Linked DNA regions of Canis lupus: region 1 is linked to region 2. A link is a contact called in public Hi-C data. All regions are on one chromosome and are shown on one strand. Each heading gives the region's core, a stretch centred on a gene start, on an enhancer-like site or on the middle of the called end of the contact. The rest is flanking DNA. Distances are from core to core; before and after follow the strand shown. Region 1 overlaps TSPAN17 (tetraspanin-17). Region 2 holds the start of LOC102152168 (normal mucosa of esophagus-specific gene 1 protein).

The links. Hi-C and Micro-C count contacts between places; a contact is called where the count stands out from the background.
Region 1: a Hi-C map of blood shows a contact between it and region 2, with 4 times the contacts expected there. The contact joins the enhancer-like site here to the promoter of LOC102152168 in region 2. A contact is called at or near these places in 3 of 9 Hi-C or Micro-C datasets (amygdala and blood).

The regions. Positions count from the first base shown.
Region 1 is chr4:37,571,187-37,573,886 of UU_Cfam_GSD_1.0, reverse strand. TSPAN17 (tetraspanin-17) reads left to right here. Exons shown (of 9, transcript XM_038534688.1): 8 at 2-64; 9 at 640-2,249. The coding sequence ends at 777. Among named protein-coding and RNA genes, the nearest start is that of TSPAN17, 9.6 kb to the left of the region's middle. Within about 2 kb of position 1,401, at least 1 of the 20 cell types and tissues checked has an H3K27ac peak or open chromatin away from gene starts, as enhancers often do. A contact at or near this core is called in blood, where this site is marked.
Region 2 is chr4:37,161,097-37,163,798 of UU_Cfam_GSD_1.0, reverse strand. LOC102152168 (normal mucosa of esophagus-specific gene 1 protein) reads right to left here and starts at 1,312. Exons shown (of 2, transcript XM_038533759.1): 1 at 1,292-1,312. The coding sequence starts at 1,312. It overlaps ZNF346 (zinc finger protein 346), which reads left to right. Exons shown (of 6, transcript XM_038534673.1): 5 at 2,550-2,643.

The sequences.
Region 1 (2,700 bases), core at 152-2,651, 410 kb before region 2:
GATCTTTGGTATCTGCCTGGCCCAGAATCTTGTGAGTGACATCAAGGCAGTGAAGGCCAACTGGTGAGGCTGCCACATTGGCCATGGCCACCTGCCTGGCCTACCCAGGGACCCCCTCTCCCGTGCCACTGTACCTGTGATGGGCAAGGCTGTGGGTGTTTCTGCTTAGACCTGAGCTCCCTATGGGGCTTGAGTGTGGGTGTGCTGTGTGCCCATGGAGAAATCTGTGTGCTGCTGCCTGTCCTGGAGCTATATGCAGGGAGCGGGTGTGTTTCTGTGAGTGTGCACAGGGAACCACTGTCTTGGCTGTTGTGGGTGGTGGGCTCTCCAGGGGCCTAGGAATGGCACAGCTAAGAGGGTATGTGTGGACCAGGTGGGGTGGTAGGGGGCTGCTGTGTCCCTGCTCAAGCTGGGACACACCTCTCTGTGCATGTGGCTGTTAGGGCAGGCTTGGGGCTTGCTGTTGCCTGGGACACAGCCTCATGCAGCTTCAGAGCTGTCTTCTCTACTAGCTATGACCTTGACCCTGCCAGAAGCCCCCTGTGGCCTCAGTGTCTCAGACTTGAAAATGGGTCCAAGAATTTTCTCTCCCTCGCTTGCCTCCCAGGATCAAACATGATGATGGCTACAAACTACTCAAATAAACAAAACCTTGAAAACCACTGGCTTACGCCCACCATCTCAGAGGTTCTATCAGCTGCGGGGCCTCAGCATTGCTGTCCATCTGAGGCCCCAGCCTGGACCCACCCTGCCAACATGTTTTCTTGGCCTGGATAGTGTATACATTTGAGCCAACCTTTAAAACTTGGTATATTTCACGTAGAAGTCCAGATCCAGATCCCCAGCATCTTGTGAAGAATGGCCATGTGGCCACAGGGGCTGTTCAGTGTCATCATCTCCTGGGACATGTGCTTCCCGTTCTCTGAGAACCTGGCCCGTTCTGCTCACCTAAGTGCCCTGCCTGATCCTGTAGGCTGGGAGTCGGCTTCCTCCACCTCTGCAAAGTTCTTCCTGCAAATGCTGCAAGCCTAATGTGGGCCAGGCCAAGATCCAAGCATGGGAATGTGAAGAAGGGGGAGAGGCTGGAGCCTGCCTGGAAGAGGCCATAGCCTGGGAAGAGTCTGGTCCTCCTGGGGGCTGAGATGGGTGCCAGCATACTCAGGAGAATGGTTGAGGGGTGGGATGGAGGTCAGGAAGGATTTGGGAAGGAGGTAGCTGGAAGCCTGAGCTTGGCACCCTCAAGGATAGGGGGACCCAGATTTGGGGGCTGTTGATGGTTGACTCCAAGGCTCACTTGGAATCCAGTTCAAAATCTTCAGGATGGCCTGTAGAGTTGTCTCCTGGACACCAGAGGGCGCACCAGCACAGCATTACCTGGGTCTGGTTTTTTTCCTAGGGCAACTCCACGGGGTACAGCCCTGTGCTGGGTGAGTCCACCCTGCTTGCTAGTTCTTTGGGTTTCAGGGAATTTACAAACTTCTAAAGGGGAAGACTGGCTCAGATTTGGGAAGTCTGGCTGCTGTTCTCAGATCTGCACAAAGAGGTATATGTGGAGTGAGCATTTGTGGATGAAAGGAGAGGTTTGGGCTAAGTGCACAGCAGATCTCTAACTTAGATGCCCTCAGTGCTGGGTGGGTTATAAAAATAAAGTAGGCCTTTGAGTTGTGAGGCCTCTGCAGTGCAACTTTGATTTTTCCCACTATTACTGGAGATGGGACACAGAGTCATTGCTTTGTGATAAGAAATACTTGCATGATTGAGTCTGAGTCGCTAATGGCAACTGGCCTTGAGTGACAATAAGGTGTGGTGGGGATGGTGGCAAAGCACAGATTTCCACCTGAAACTGGCAGCTGTCATTCAGCTGTAGCTAATCGCTGTAAAGCGGGAACATAGAACATAGGTAGGTCTAATGCAAGAAATGTGGAGAGGACAAAAAAGCTAGATTTTTATGTGAAGTATTCTGATTTTTAAGTTGTTGGCAACTAATAAAAAAACATTTAAAACCCTGCTAGCCAAACAAAAGAGGTAGGGGCCCCTGTGCCATCATTATCTCTATGGGACAGTCACCCATGGGGGCCCTGGCGACTCTGCCATTCAGGAATGCTAGGAGCTCCTGCAGCTGGGCAGGGTGTGGGGCAGGTGCCCAGCATCATGGCTCCCAGACACAGGCTGGGTGGTGTCCTCGGGTCTCTGAAAGATAGGCTATGGCTGGTTTCTCCATGCTACAATAAATGCAGCTCACAATATTGTGCATGTGTCCTGTGGTTTCTGATTTTAAATGCTTTCACCTTTCATTTTCCCTCCCAAACCTCACAACACCTTGTGAGGTGGAGAGTATTTTCCCAATGAGGAAATGAGTTCGGGGGGAGTTGCCCACAGCCCACAGCTGAGAGGAGGCCCCCAGATCTGACCCCTCTTGGCATCTTGCACTGCACCAACCCTGCCCTTCTGCTGAATCAAGGTGAAACATGCACACTTGAAGTGCCAACTTACGAGGGGCAGTAAGCTGTCACAGCCCAAGTGTGAGTTGAGTTGAGTACCTGCTTAGGTGTGAGGATGTAGAGAAATGGTCCTGGCTCCAGTGCTGTACTCCTGTGCAGGAGATAAAAACAGGTAGGCACATCAACATTTGTGCTAGCAATATATGCTATGAAGAAAATAAGAGTGATGGCTGGACTGTGACAGTTGGGGTGCCTAGCA
Region 2 (2,702 bases), core at 63-2,562:
AGTGGGGGGCCCCTGGGTGGCTCAGTTGGTTAAGCAACCAGTTCTTGATTTCTGCTCAGGTCATGATCTCAGGGTCCTGGAATTGAGCCCCACATCTGGCTCCATGCTCAGTGGGGTGTCTGCTTGGGATTCTTTCCCTCATTCTCCCTCTGCCTGTCCCCCACTCTGCTTGTGCACACATGTATGTGCATGCTCTCTCTCTCTAAAATAAATATACAAATCTTTTGGGAAAAAAAAAAAGAAATGAAATAAATGGAATAAACTAAGATAGGGGAGCAAGGATCAATGAAGACTTCCCAGAGCATAAGGATTATAGTGTTGGGCAAAATTATCCTGGGGAGATTATCCAGTCATGGTGTTGATCATGTTAAGGTTTTGATCCTTTATCCTAAGAGTGTTGGGAAGCCACTGACAGTTTAAGTTTAAGCATTACTAGATTATTCTGCTTACAAAGTGGAGAATGTTTTGGAACAGGGAGGAAGAAGGGTGGGAAGACCCCAGCAATGGGGATATTGTAGTAATTTCATACTGGAGAAGAGCTTGGATTAAGATAGCAGTGGAGAAGATAGACAGAAGTAGATGGATTCAAGAGTTATTTGGAAGTAGAATTGTCAGGATTTGGCCATCAAATGTAGGAGGTAAGGGCTGGCTGTCAGTAGAGTGTGAAATTCTTGATCTCAGAGTTGTGAGTTCAAGCCCCATGTTGGGTGTAGAGATTACATATAAATAAAATCTTTACCAAAAAAAAAAAAAAAAAATGTGGGAAGTAAAGGAAAGGGACTAGTCAAAATTAGGCAACCAGATAGATAACTAGGTTTCGTCAGCTTGAGTTTAAGATGCCCATGAGATATCCAAGTAGACAGTTGGATATATAGGTCTAGACCTCAGGGGAGTTCTAGGTTAGACATACTTCCATTTAGTAGGTCAGAAACTGTTAAATATTGGTAATTTCATATGTTTTAGGTGGTAATTGAAGTCAGGGGAATGAATGAGACCCCTTAGAGAGTTTAGAGAGAGAAGAGCTGAGGGTCTAAGATTAAGCCTTCTGGAAATCCTGGCCATAAATGTCTAAAAAGGACCTGAATTCTGATTGCAGTAATTTTCCCCTTAAGTTTTTTTAAGGATATATCTTCTGGGAAATACCCGAAGATACAAAGGAAACAAATGTCACTGGGAGCATTGGCTAGCGTATTAGAATAGAGATCATTGGTGTTCACAGTAGCAACAGCTGTGTTGGAAGGCTATTTAAAAGATACTCTCAAAAAAAAAAAAAAAAAAAAGATACTCTCACCTCTTTATGCACTGAACCCATAAGAGTAAAATTATATTAGTGATTAAAGCTCTCATTTGTTGAGCACTTCCTATGTGTCAAATGCTTTTACTTAAATCATTACAATAACCTTATGAGGTTGATACTAATATTAACCTCATTTTATAGGTAAGGAACCTGAGTCTCAGAGAAGCCCCACTTTTACAAATGAGGAAACCAAATCTCAGAGAGGTTAAGTAACTGGCCTGTGGTCCTACAGGTAAGAAATGATAGAGCTGGGATTTGAGCCGAGGTGATCTCACTCCAGAATTGTGAAACTTTAGGATGGCAGATGATTAGAAAAGTATCAGAACTAGACAGCTCTTAAAGTTATGTGTACAGCTGCCTTTTTTGTATAGCTAATGTTTGGCATGCTAGAATAAGTACACCCTTTATGGCCTGTCAAGCCTAAGTTTGTCACTTCCTAACTCTGTGTTCTTAGGCATGTGACTATGCCTTATTTTCCTCATCTATAAAATAATGGTAATGATTCTCACAAGATTGTCATGGGGGCCAGACAAAATTATATAGCATACATGGCCTATATCAGGTACTTGGTTAATAATATGCTTTTTATTATTATAAGTGTTATGGTTATAAGTTATGGTGTAATTGGCTTATAGTTGAGAAAAGCTGAGAATCAGAAAGTGGAAGGGATTTAGCCAAGATCACATGAAAGCAGAGCCAGGAGTCCAGCTCCAACCATATCTTGGTTCCTGACCCATGCTCTCTACTAGACCACATGAACAAAGACCACTTTGTCATTGAATCAGCCCTGGTAGTAAGGGTGTCTGTGAGCCCCAAGGTAGAAAGTCAGATTAATTTTCATAGTAGGCATTCTCATTAATTACGGTTATTGCAAGCGCGAGGAGAGTGGAAATTTCCCAGAGATTTCTCAGTGAGGGGAATCCTTAATGAGACCACTTAGCACAGTCAAGGTAGAAAAGACAGTTATACCAAATGTCACCTCTTTGTTCTGTCAATCATTTATTTACTCAGCAGACAGCTACTCTGGACCAGGTTCAATGCTGGGCATGCAGCAGGATGCTTCCCAACCCCAGGAAGCACATAGGCACCCTGTGCCCCCTGAGCATTGAGGCCTCTGGGATTCTCCTCAGGGCCAACCACCTAACCTTACCCCACCATCCATCCTCAGAAGGACATTTACTGCCAAAAGCAGTAGTCCCCAGGTCCCTTCTTATTGGATAACTAAGCATCTTGATTTTTATGTGTGTTTCAGCTGGGAAGGGCTACCCCTGCAAGACGTGTAAGATAATGCTGAACTCCATAGAACAGTATCAAGCTCATGTCAGCGGCTTCAAACACAAGAACCAGTGAGTAATTGTCCTTTGAAATTCAAGGATCTGCAACAAGAACTCAGGGCTTCTAAATC